Regions from separate parts of the Rattus norvegicus genome. Here region 1 is linked to region 2. Evidence: chromatin contacts called from public Hi-C data. All regions are on one chromosome and are shown on one strand. Each heading gives the region's core, a stretch centred on a gene start, on an enhancer-like site or on the middle of the called end of the contact. The rest is flanking DNA. Distances are from core to core; before and after follow the strand shown.

What was found. A called contact is a pair of places that touch in the nucleus more often than the background predicts.
Region 1: a contact with region 2 is called in a Hi-C map of frontal cortex, with 2.0 times the contacts expected there. The contact joins two enhancer-like sites. A contact is called at or near these places in 2 of 12 Hi-C or Micro-C datasets (frontal cortex and kidney).

The regions. Positions count from the first base shown.
Region 1 is chr4:27,338,369-27,344,616 of GRCr8, forward strand. No RefSeq gene overlaps it. Among named protein-coding and RNA genes, the nearest start is that of Zfp804b, 220 kb to the right of the region's middle. Within about 2 kb of position 3,778, at least 4 of the 93 cell types and tissues checked have an H3K27ac peak or open chromatin away from gene starts, as enhancers often do.
Region 2 is chr4:27,081,988-27,088,140 of GRCr8, forward strand. No RefSeq gene overlaps it. Among named protein-coding and RNA genes, the nearest start is that of Steap4, 30 kb to the left of the region's middle. Within about 2 kb of position 1,969, at least 10 of the 93 cell types and tissues checked have an H3K27ac peak or open chromatin away from gene starts, as enhancers often do.

The DNA of each region.
Region 1 (6,248 bases), core at 2,528-5,027, 260 kb after region 2:
TTATAACTTTGACTAGCTGCTCTGCCAGGTTCAGTGAGTATGATGGGGAATCTGATAAATACTATTCAATACTATTGCACAATACGCTGCTTGACTTAGACAGCTTTGATTCAAATTTGGGCTTTATTGGTCTCTCTTCCTTAATAAATTTAGGTTCCTTTGGTTATCTCATCTTTACAGTGTAGTAATATTATCCAAACTTATTTCAAAATCAGTCTTGTGGCCCTTTAATGAGAAAAATCTATGTATTTAGCAATTTGGCACACATAAACTATTTAATTAATCTCTTGTTAGCTTTATTATTAATAAACTATGATAATCTCTACAATGGGATAAGAACCTGGTTCTGTGGCACCAATGAAGAGAGTAATGCTAAAACATCATAGCTTACTTTGACTTGTGCTCATAAATATGGCAATCTTTGTCTGACACAAAATATGGAAAATACTATGTTTTTTGGAATATGGCCAGAACATTGGATTCCTAGACTCTCATGCTGCAACATGGCACAGCTAAATTTTCATGTTTTGGAACTGGCTTTCTCCTTTGAAATCTCAGCATTCTTTGTGAAAAAGGCCTCGTGAATTCAAGAATAATCATGTGCCAGTCCCTGTGGTTGGTAGGGATGCTCTAGGTAGAACATTTCCCTGTAGGTATAGATTCTTAGCTTCCAAAACTCATGTTGTGAGTAAGAGCTGAGCCTTTAATTGATGGCTTTTCTTGCAGATGAGAGTTGTAATGCCCTCTTGCCTCATTCTGTTTCCTTTAACCCACAATACATGACGGAACCATCAGTCCCACTTCAAGCTTGCCTTGCAAACTCTTATCGTCTGCTTCTATTATGGCTGTCTCAGTACATCAATGTTAAAATTAGAAAGAAACAGGAGAGAGAAGTACAAAGAAGGATGCTAGTCAGAAGAAAAGACAGTGGGAAATTCAGATCAAATTCTGTTATTAAAGTCCTGTCTGAGATCTGAGCACATCACCTGGAGGTCAGTGTGCAGAGTCCCTCTCACTGGATAATTAAAGTGACAGTTTTGAAAAGACATCCAAATCCAAAGCTAGTTTTCTTTGACTATGACAGCCTCAATTACAGTGATCAAAACCATTTTAATTAGTAGGGGATGTTTTTGTATAAATCTTTTTAAATCATTGTGAAGCTATACATTTTACTTAGAATAAGTGATGCTGCTTTTAGCTAGTTTTGAATGTTGTATTTTTGACGGTGAAATAAACACAATGATGCCTAAAGGTAAATTATCTTTGGAGAGAAAAGTAAAGTAGGAATTTTGGCATCATATCGATTGTAGAATCATGGTAAGCCTCTTAACATTTTCCCCCTTTCATTTCTCCTGCTGCATCCACGTGTAAGTATAGAATGGGATAATTGGGCTAATTTGTGTTGTGTATGTGCTTAAATATATGCCAGGATATTTACAGACAGTTTGTACTACCTAAATTGTAGCAATGATCATGTTAGAAGTGACTGATTTTTGCCACATAATGAAAGAAAAGATATAATCATCCTGTCAATGTGATTTATTCAGAATAATTAATGTTAGAATAATTTTCTCTATCTTATCAATGCACACTACCACTTAACCGTATTAAAATGGAGTTTTAGCAACAATCTTCTATCATAAATTTTGCTTTTCAGATAAAATCGTTTTTAAGTCTTTATTAAACATTAATGTACAGAATAAGAAATTTTATTTAAATGAAGAGGAAACAAATCCCCTTGGTGCTTGACTGGAAATTTGGTAAAATTCATATCCATATATTAGAGTTTAAAACGTAGCTCTAGGGTTTTTCCCCCTTGAGATGTTTTGATTTCTTAATGAATCCTAATATGTAAGACCAGAAAACTGCTACAGATACAGAATAAGCCAAACATAAGTGGTGTTCCATTTTAAAGACTAGGCTATTATTTTTCTTTGATAAACAAAACTTAATTTCACAGGTGAAGACAGTTTGCTATTATCAAGCATTTATAGTGGTTTAATGTAATGGATGAGTATATGGGTGATCTTAACAGTGCAATCTGACCAAAAATCATGGCACACGTGTGAGAAGGAAAAACTACACAGGGCCTAATGCCATGCACTCTTCTTCAGGTTCTTTTTTCGTTTTTCTTTTCTTTGAAATGTAATAGATAACAACTGAATAAGTCAACGAAAAGTAGGTCCCTTGGAAAGGTAAAAAATCATAGAGACAGTATTAATAGATGTGCATTATGTGTAATATATATTATGAACAATGCAAAAGACTATTGGCAAAACATGTGAAGGAAGGAAGATATGCAGTATAGATGCTGAGTTTGTAGACAGAATCCACATTTTCATTGACGTGTGACATCTGAGGAAAGATCGTGAGGCCATTAGGAAGTTCACAGGGGGAAATGCTAGAAAACAAGCGTTTGGATAGCTCATCCAAACTGTGCTCAAGCCTTGAGGTGTAAGATCTCTCCTGAGAGACACAGCCAGAATACAGCAAATACATAGGCGAATGCCAGCAGCAAACCACTGAACTGAGAATGGGACCCCCGTTGAAGGAATCAGAGAAAGGACTGGAAGAGCTTGAAGGGGCTTGAGACCCCATATGAACAACAATGCCAAGCAACCAGAGCTTCCAGGGACTAAGCCACTACCTAAAGACTATACATGGACTGACCCTGGGCTCCAACCTCATAGGTAGCAATGAATAGCCTAGTAAGAGCACCAGTGGAAGGGGAAGCCCTTGGTCCTGCCAAGACTGAACCCCCAGTGAACGTGATTGTTGGGGGGAGGGCGGTAATGGGGGGAGGATGGGGAGGGGAAGCTAGTATAGAAGGGGAGGGGGAGGGCTTAGGGGGATGTTGACTGGAAACCAGGAAGGGGAATAACAATCGGAATGTAAATAAGAAATATTCAAGTTAATAAAGATAAAAAAAAAAGAGTAAACATGAAGATCGCCATTGTACGAGCAGAGTATATAACACAGTGAAGTCTTGGAAAACTCAAGTGGGAAAAGTAGAATAATGTAGGATCCTAAGTCAAACCATATGGAATTCTGACTATTGTAAAGAGTTAAGACTGTTGACTTGATAAGCGAAACAATCTTTTTTACAAAGGATTTCTGGAGCGGTTGTGTGGATAGTAAATGATCTAGTCTGTAGGGGAAAAAAGAAAGAAAAGAAAGAAACAAAGAACTATGTATAGGGAGATAATGGGTATTTTAGAGGTTTTCTATATTTCATGTGAAGGATGATGTTGATTAGAACTGGGTAGTAGTTCTACTTGGAAATTGGATTCTGGATATCATAAAATGTAGATTCTATAGGATTAATTTACAGAATATTTGTGAAGTAGAAATGTGCTCTCTCTCTCTCTCTCTCTCTCTCTCTTTCTCCTTCCCTCCCTCTCTCTCTCTCTTTCTCTCTCTCTCCATGTGTGTGTGTGTGTGTGTGTGTGTGTGTGTGTGTGTGTGTGTGTGTTGAATAATGGATGAGTTGCCAAATATTTATTTGGAAAATAATGGGAAGATAAGTGTGAGGTGACAATATTCAATGACTGATTTTCAGTAGTACCCATTTGAGTTGATAGCTGGTAGTTGGATACAGGAGCATGGATTTCAGGAAAGGTGTCTATATTGGTGATATAGACTATGTCTTCTAGACACATGACAGTGAAATTCTCTAAGCGGTGTCATGAAGGAGGCCATTGTTGCAGAGGAACTGCACAAGCTGTTCCCAGTGTTCTCCAAAGTGTCATGTTGGTAGGAGGTCTGCGTAGGTGAGAAGTATCAGGTATCAGTCTTCTGGAAAGAGGTAGCTGTGACTCATACTGTCAGCACCCACAGACTCACCAGAAGGCTTTGCCATTTTCTCCCAAGTGAATGTCACATGGGGGAGGCTTTGCTGTTTCCCTGGGTTTGAAGCACTGGGATCCTTAATTACCAACACACATTCACAATCTTCTCCCCACACTGAGAAAATAGTGGAGGGTAGAGAAATCAAAGGCTAGGGTATTTGATCAGAGAAAGTTATGAGTGAATTACTGAAACTACCAACTGTTATGGCGTGAGTAGTATTGAAAAAATGACAGTGAGGCATGAATTAATTTCTTCAATGAACAAGGGGATGCATTGCTGGGAGTTGAAGGAAGATGGAACAAACTGTAATGGCGGGTGGCAGTCAACTAATAGCAAGAGTTTCAACTATGAGAATGGTGTTTAAACAAAACGAGGAGCTGGAAGGCAAACAGTTTTTCTGGGCTTAGGAGGAAGTGGGCCCTTAATGAAAAGCCTGAGCAGAGATGGCTTCATCATCTTCTGGGGAAAGAGTAACAGGCAAATAGATGTGCAGGAGATCTTGAGGATACAGATATATTTTGTGCCTAGATCCATATGCTTTGTTGGAATTCTTTCTGTCCTTTCTGTTTTGTGTGGGAAGATGGCTCATTTCTTCCTCAAATGCCTGCCTGAGCATCTTTCCCTAGTACCTTCAGGGACATGTTTTTCATTTGAGCTCTTTGCTAAATTAGGACACTTGATATTTACATATTTTTGACTCTAAGCTAGAGACATTTATTTCTTTTATACACAAAGTCAATGGGACTAAAATGTTTTAAATAATGTGGACAAAATATCATTTACCATAAAGAGATCATTTATATCACTTGGGTTACAGGATTAAAAATTCTTAATTTAGTTCTGGAAAAAAGATCATTTAAGAACTATTGCCTTAGCAAACCACTGAACTGAGAACAGGACCCCCGTTGAAGGAATCAGAGAAAGAACTGGAAGAGCTTGAAGGGGCTCGAGACCCCATATGAACAAACAATGCCAAGCAACCAGAGCTTCCAAGGACTAAGCCACTACCTAAAGAAAGACTATACATGGACTGACCCTGGACTCTGATCTCATAGGTAGCAATGAATATCCTAGTAAGATCACCAGTGTAAGGGGAAGCCCTTGGTCCTGCTAAGACTGAACCCCCAGTCAACGTGATTGTTGGGGGGAGGGCGGCAATGGGGGGTGGGTGGGGAGGGGAACACCCATAAAGAAAGGGGAGAGAGAGGGGCTAGGGGGATGTTTGCCCAGAAACCGGGAAAGGGAATAACACTCGAAATGTAAATAAGAAATACTCAAGTTAATTAAAAAAAAAAAGAAGAACTATTGCCTTATCTGTTGTATGATGCTGTTTCTTCAATGACGGCCATTAACAATACTCCCAACAAAAATGTATGTCCCAAAAGGACATAAGAACTCAGACTGCAATGACACACATAATTATTCATATATAAGTGTCATTAATTAAATAATGTGTAATAAATAGTACTTTCAGTGGAGAGAATGGCAGAAGAGGTTGCCTGTGGCATCAGCTGTTGCTTCTTCCTTCTGGACACTCATCCCCTGATGACTGAGAATAACCCACATTTATTTGTATTTGGAAAGGTATATATCCAAGATTTTTTAAAGACACATGTTGTCCTCATTATGGAATTCCTATAATTTTCATGGCTAAAAATTTCTCCAAGGCTTCAAAGTTCATAATGTATTTTCTTCACAAGACTTCTTTAGAATAGATATTCTTACTACTTTCCACCCCAGTCAAATGAAAGTCTACTTTTCTGATTCCAAAAATTGCTTTTTCTTTGCTTTTGCCTAGGTCATGAGAAAAGGTTTTATCCATGGAACAAAACAAAATTTTATGTTTCTGAGTGTTTTGTTCACATGCATGTTTGTTACTATGCATTCCCTGTAGCCAAGGAAGTCAGAGGAAGGTATCAGATCTCTTGACCTGGAGTTATAGACAATTGTAAGTGACCTTATAGATCCTGAGAACCAAACCTGGGTCCTCTGCATGACAAATTGCTCTTAACTGCTGAACCATCTCTCCAGCCTCCATGCTTTAGCAACTGTTAAAAATGAATTTGTATGTAATACTTAAAGAAATTTTAATCTATAAACCTATTAATTATATATTTGCACTTAAGACATTATCACCAGATTAGAAATTTAAATCAATAGAATTTACTATTACACAACTCATGCAGATCAGAAATCTATGTGTGGCTTTGCTGGTCCTCTGTTTTGGGTCTTCCACAGTCTTGTGAGTCATTACCTTAAGCTGGACTGTGGAGGATCTTTTAAATTCAATCTGTGGCTATTGTGCGCCTTAAGTTTCTCACTTGCTGTGGACTGGATCTCTCCTTAGTTATGTGGGGTTTTCCAAAATAGTGACCGTTTAAAAATGTTCACATTTACCG
Region 2 (6,153 bases), core at 719-3,218:
GTTAGTGCCAAGAGAAATGAACTGGAATATGAAGATAAAATAGGGATATTATTTTTCTAGGTAGGAGTTCAGGGAAGGCTTTTCCGAAGAGTTAGACCAAAGGAAAAATATCTGTACTCTAAAGCTATTTGTAGGCTATATCAATGTGCAGTAGAGATCTGCAAATGCAAAAATCCAGATGTAGTTGTGTGTTTGAGGGTGAAAAACAAAGCAGTATATGTGCATAGAGCTGGGTCAAGAACTCATCCACACAGATGAGGTTAGAGGTAGCCAAGGGCAGGTCAGTTAGGATTTGGGTCCAGCCAATGAAAAGACTGGATTGAATTTAAAATATACTGGGAAGCTCTGATTGTGTTTTAGAGCACGTTATATTTATATATTTGGGATACATAAACACCACACACACACACACACACACACACACACACACACACACACACATGAATATATGTATGTAACAACAATTAAAGAAATAGAGGTCATGAATTTGAGAGTAAGCGGTGGCTGGGGGGGGAGGAGGAGGTGCATGGGAATGTTTGAAGCGGGGGAGAGAAAGGGGAGAATGATATAATTATACTCTAATTTCAAGCACAGAAATCTTTGAAATGAAAAGGGAAGCAGTGACATCGACTCTGACGTATCCTGTTGAGGATACAGACTTTTCCCACTTCTGTGATTTTGTGATCCTAGTGTATGTAATTGAGACAGGTGGATTTTTTTCCTCTTTAAGTTTTCTTTTGATTTTTATCTCCATATCTCCATATCTCCTTATGGAAAAGAGTTTATATAGACATTCATTATGCCAAAAGCCAGAATCAACATTTCTGGAGATTATAGAAAATTTCAGAGAGGGCACAGGGCAGTTTTAGTTCTTTTGGTTTCATATTGCAGAGTTCTACTTAGACTGCTCCAGCCAACTTCTTTGGTTTTTAAAAATTAATTATTAACTAAAATAGAAAAAGCTCAAGGATGATACATCTGGGCCTCAGGAAGCATAGTTGCTGTAAGGTTCAGCAGACATTGCGTGGTTCCTTTTCTGCAGTGTCCCATTATTGAGATCAAGACACTCTGGGTCCTCGATTCAAATACCCAGATTACTGGGTGAAAGAAGGTGAGAGGCTCAGTTTACTCTAGGTGTCCTCAAGGGAGCAAACGCAGCAGAAGTATGCCTGCATGGAGAGGTCTGTGTGTCAAGAGAACAGGTCTTGATGGAAGGCTGCAATGGCAACATTTTGTGGAACGGTCGGGAGGACACTCACCGCATCATTTTGCTTGGTGAAACACTTTGCTAATAGTAGCCAGAGGCCTAAGCCAGGGGCTTCTGGGTATGAGCCCTGCATCTGCTGTCTTCAGCCTGAAAGTCGATCTCTCAGGCACTTTGGTTGCAGAGTCCTTCCAAGCAGGAACTGGTTTTATCTCAGTTTTGCAACTCTTCACACGAAGTAGAAGAGAATATTTATGGTGTTTAATTTTGCTTCAGGCTCTGTTCTTCATGATCCTGAGGCTGTCCTGCAATGATCTAAAATTACAGGTTCTGTTTTGCATTCTTAAAAGATTTCCTGATAACTTGGCAGGCGGATACAACTTTATTGTGAAGAAAATTTCCCTTGTGTTCACATGCAATGGTGTGCCAAGTGCATGGAGTTTGGAGTTAGGAAACCATATTAATTTTAGCATCTGGGAGGGTTGGAGTTAGAGACTGTGACTTGTGAGTGGGAGGTTCTGGGGATCAGCACCTACAGAGACTAAGGGAATCTTAGGGGAGAAGCTAAACTTCCTTATAACTTCAATAAGGCCTTCAGTTGCAAGGGCTTTGCCTGGGAAGGGTTGGGTAGGGAAAAGAAGGATCTGGTTTTCTCAGGAATTTGTTTTGAAAACTTCAAATTTCGCCGTGCTCTACATACTAGCTTATGTGTGGGCAAATCCCCCAATTCCTGTGAGTCACGGTGTTCTCGTTTCCAAAAATGCTGAGCCAAACTAGATCATCAAACTTCATTTAAAATGTGGCTCTAAATAAGCAGTGTTGTGAGCCTGCCAAACATCTACTGAGCTCCTTCCCTTACTTCTCTGTGTAGCTTTGAGAGATCGCTGCTTCCGGTTAGCTTTCTTGAGGGGAAGAAATGTCCTTGGAGAGGTAAAGGTAGTTTGAGGTATATAGAGAAGATATACAGGCTTGGCTTTTCTCATGTTAAGTCTTTAGTTTGAGGTTTTTCTTTCTTTCTTTTCTTTTATATATATATATATATATATATATATATATATATATATATATTTTTTTTTTTTTTAACTTGAGTATTTCTTATTTACATTTCGAGTGTTATTCGCTTTCCTGGTTTCCGGGCAAACATCCCCCTAATCCCTCCCCCCCCTTCTTTATGGGTGTTCCCCTCCCCATCCTCCCCCCATTGCCGCCCTCCCCCCATAGACTAGTTCACTGGGGGTTCAGTCTTAGCAGGACCCAGGGCTTCCCCTTCCACTGGTGCTCTTACTAGGATATTCATTGCTACCTATGAGGTCAGAGTCCAGGGTCAGTCCATGTATAGTCTTTAGGTAGTGGCTTAGTCCCTGGAAGCTCTGGTTGCTTGGCATTGTTGTTCATAAGGGGTCTCGAGCCCCTTCAAGCTCTTCCAGTTCTTTCTCTGATTCCTTCAACGGGGATCCTGTTCTCAGTTCAGTGGTTTGCTGCTGGCATTCGCCTCTGTATTTGCTGTATTCTGGCTGTGTCTCTCAGGAGCGATCTACATCCGGCTCCTGTCTGCCTGCACTTCTTTGCTTCATCCATCTTGTCTAATTGGATGGCTGTATATGTATGGGCCACATGTGGGGCAGGCTCTGAATGGCTATTCCTTCTGTGTCTGTTTTAATCTTTGCCTTTCTATTCCCTGCCAAGGGTATTCTTGTTCCCCTTTTAAAGAAGGAGCGAAGCATTCATATTTTGATCATCCGTCTTGAGTTTCATTTGTTCAGAAATCACATTGATTGTGCTGGTAGCAGTGAGAAAATGAGTAATTTATATGGTAATTATAAATTTGAATTAAAAATTGCGACGACTAAGTTAATAAAATGTAGTTTCTACAATTCCTAAAGGTCTCCATGGTAGGCCCGAAACCCAGAAAATTCTAGAGGGAAGAGTAGGTCATACTTTTGAAGATAGAGGAATAGGTAAAGGTTAGAAATGTTCCTTGGGGCAATTCCAATCTCCATTTGTCAGGAGAACCTACAACTTTATTAAGCCAGTATAATTTCTAACCACATTCTAAATATTTATCTTTAAACACACAGATAACTGTGGTACTCATTCATCATCAAAGAAACTTTGCTTTGTGACAAATTGTGACCATTACAGAAAACCCCAACCAATCAGGACCCTAGTCACTCAGAAAATAAAATAAGACCAACAGTTGGACCTTATGAAATAATAAAACCTCTATAGAGCAAACCATTAAGTGAAGAGGCAGCCTTCAGTATGGGACAATCTCTACTGGAAGATCAGTGTATAAAATATACTAAGAGTTAAAAGAAATAAGGATACAAACCAAACAACTCTATTAAAAAATGAACTGTTGAACTGAACGGAGTTCTCAGAAGAGGAAATACAAATGGCCAATAAATATTTTAGTAAGTGTTTAATATTCCGAGCCATCAGGGAACTGCAAATCACAATTGTTTGATGGTTTATTTTGCCCTAGTTAGAATTAAGAAACCAAACGACAACAAATGCCGTTATGGACCTGGGGGAAGGAAAACATTTGTTCACTGATGGTGGAAGTGTGAACTGGTCTAACTGCTGTAGAAATCAGTGTGGAAGTCCCCCAGAAAGCTAAAAGTACCTATTCCACTTCAGGACATACACAGCAAAGACTATATCCTAATACAAAGATACATGGAGATCCATCTTTATTGCTACTGTATTTATAATAGCCATGACATAGAACCAGCCTAGATGTCCATCAACTGATAAGACGGATAAGAAAAATGCTGTCCATATATGGAAAGCTATTTTATTCAGCTGTGAAGAAAATGGAATTATAAAAATATCAGGAAAATGGATGGAATTGGAAAATATTATGTAATGTTGAGTAATCCAGGCTCAGAAAGACAAACATCAAGTGTTCTTTCTCACACGTAGAACTTAACAATCAATTCTTAGAGTAGTTGAACAATCTGGAGTGCCTGTAGAAGCCATGAGGAAAGGGGAGGAAAAGTTCTTAAGAGAGAGGGGGTGTCAGAACACTTTAGGCTTCCATTTTTCAAAACCTACTTTTAATAAGGGTTCTGAAATGATTCAACCCCCCTTCTAGGTTGGACCTACCATCCAAAGGTAGGGGAGAAATGGTGGTGTGATGGTTTGTAGATGCTTGGTCTAGGGCATGGCACTGTTAGGAGTTGTGGCCTTGTGGGAGTAGGTATGTCACTGTGGGTGTGGACTTTAATACACTCACTCTAGTTGCCTGGAAGCCAGTCTTCTTCTAGCTACCTTCAAAACAAGAGGTGGATCTCTGAGCTCCTCTAGACCCATGTCTGCCTGTATGCTGTCATGATGCTACCTTGATGATAATGGACTGAACCTCTGAAACTGTAAGCCAGTCCCAGTTAAATGTTCTTCATAAGAGTTGCCTTGGCCATGGTGTCTGTTCACATCAGTAAAAACATAACTAAGACAGATGGTAAAAAGGACAAGGGGATGTGGACCTGTTTAGAAATGTTCCTTGGGGCAATTCCAATCTCCATTTGTCAGGAGAACCTACAAGTTTACTAAGCCAGTATAATCTCTAACTACATTCTAAATATTTATCTTTAAACACACAGATAACTGTGGTACTCATCCTTCATCAAAGAAACTTTGCTTTGTGACAAATTGTGACCATTACAGAAAAACCACAACCAATCAAAATACAGAGAACAAGAGATGGTGTACTCAGCATACCAAACATGAATCAACAGCGGTAGCACAATCCAGCAGAAACAGCCAGGCCTCCACCAAATTGGTCAGAGTCAATGGGAGCAACCGGGACCAGCTGGAATGCCTAAAGAAGTTCTCTGCTGTGCCTCTCTCAACAAAGTGAAAATCACTGATGATGAAGACGTGAGACCAATAAAACGTTGCAGTGCTAACTATGCAGGCAATCAGTAACTGTTTATCCAGTCCTCTTTATACTCTCTCCAAACATCACATGTCCTCCTATGGGTCTTGCCTTATCAAAATACCATGTGAGTCTGTATCAGCAAAACATCACATGAGTCTGCATCATCTGACTTATCCAGAAACTTCTGCCTCAGCACACAGTAAATGTGGAAAAGGGGACACTTGGGATGGAAACAGTTAAGTGGGGTATGGTACGGGAGAGTAAGACCTAAGGGCCAGAGCAGGTGGAGTGATAAACAACATTAAAGAACATAGCCATTTAATCAGCTTATTGAAAAATGCAATTAAAACAAAATTTGAATGAAGTACTCTGAGGCTAAAGCACATCCCAGAAGTCATATGTTTCGTTACAAAGTCCCAGTGCTAACTGTAGGGAAGTTCTCTTATCAGTCACAGAAGATCTCAGTGACCCCCAAACAATGGGTACTGTTGCCATTGCTACTGTTTAGTTGCCCACCACACTCTTTGGTCACAGCCTACGGAGAAGGCAACACAGACAGAGCTGGAAGTTAAACCATGTTGGCTAACTTTCATAGTGTAGAAAGTGCCATTCAGGTTTCTTGGGGAGAAAAGTCATATCTTATCTAGATATGAATGTGGTGAGACACAATGATGACCTCAGCAAGGATGACCTGCCAGCAAGACATTCCCACAGCTGTTAGAGTAGTACAACCATTGTAGAGCTAGCTTGCTTACTGGACTTGAGGCCTGGACCGCAGGAGAGACCTCATGCCTTATATAGTAAACTTGGTAAAGAGCCGGTAGGTTGCAGAGGTCATAGGCCCTGGGGACAGACCTACTGCTATCGTTTTGCTAAGTAGACATATAGACAAACTGCCTTCTAAACACTCATGCTTATAGCCACAGATCCGTGCTGTTCTCAGCATTCACCAGAGAAGCAGTGAGTGATATTCAATGCTGAGATGAATAACTGGTCCAGGTACTGAGAATCAGTGACCTCTGAGGGATCGGTCCCAAACAGGACACCTAGGTCACTGTTCCATGAT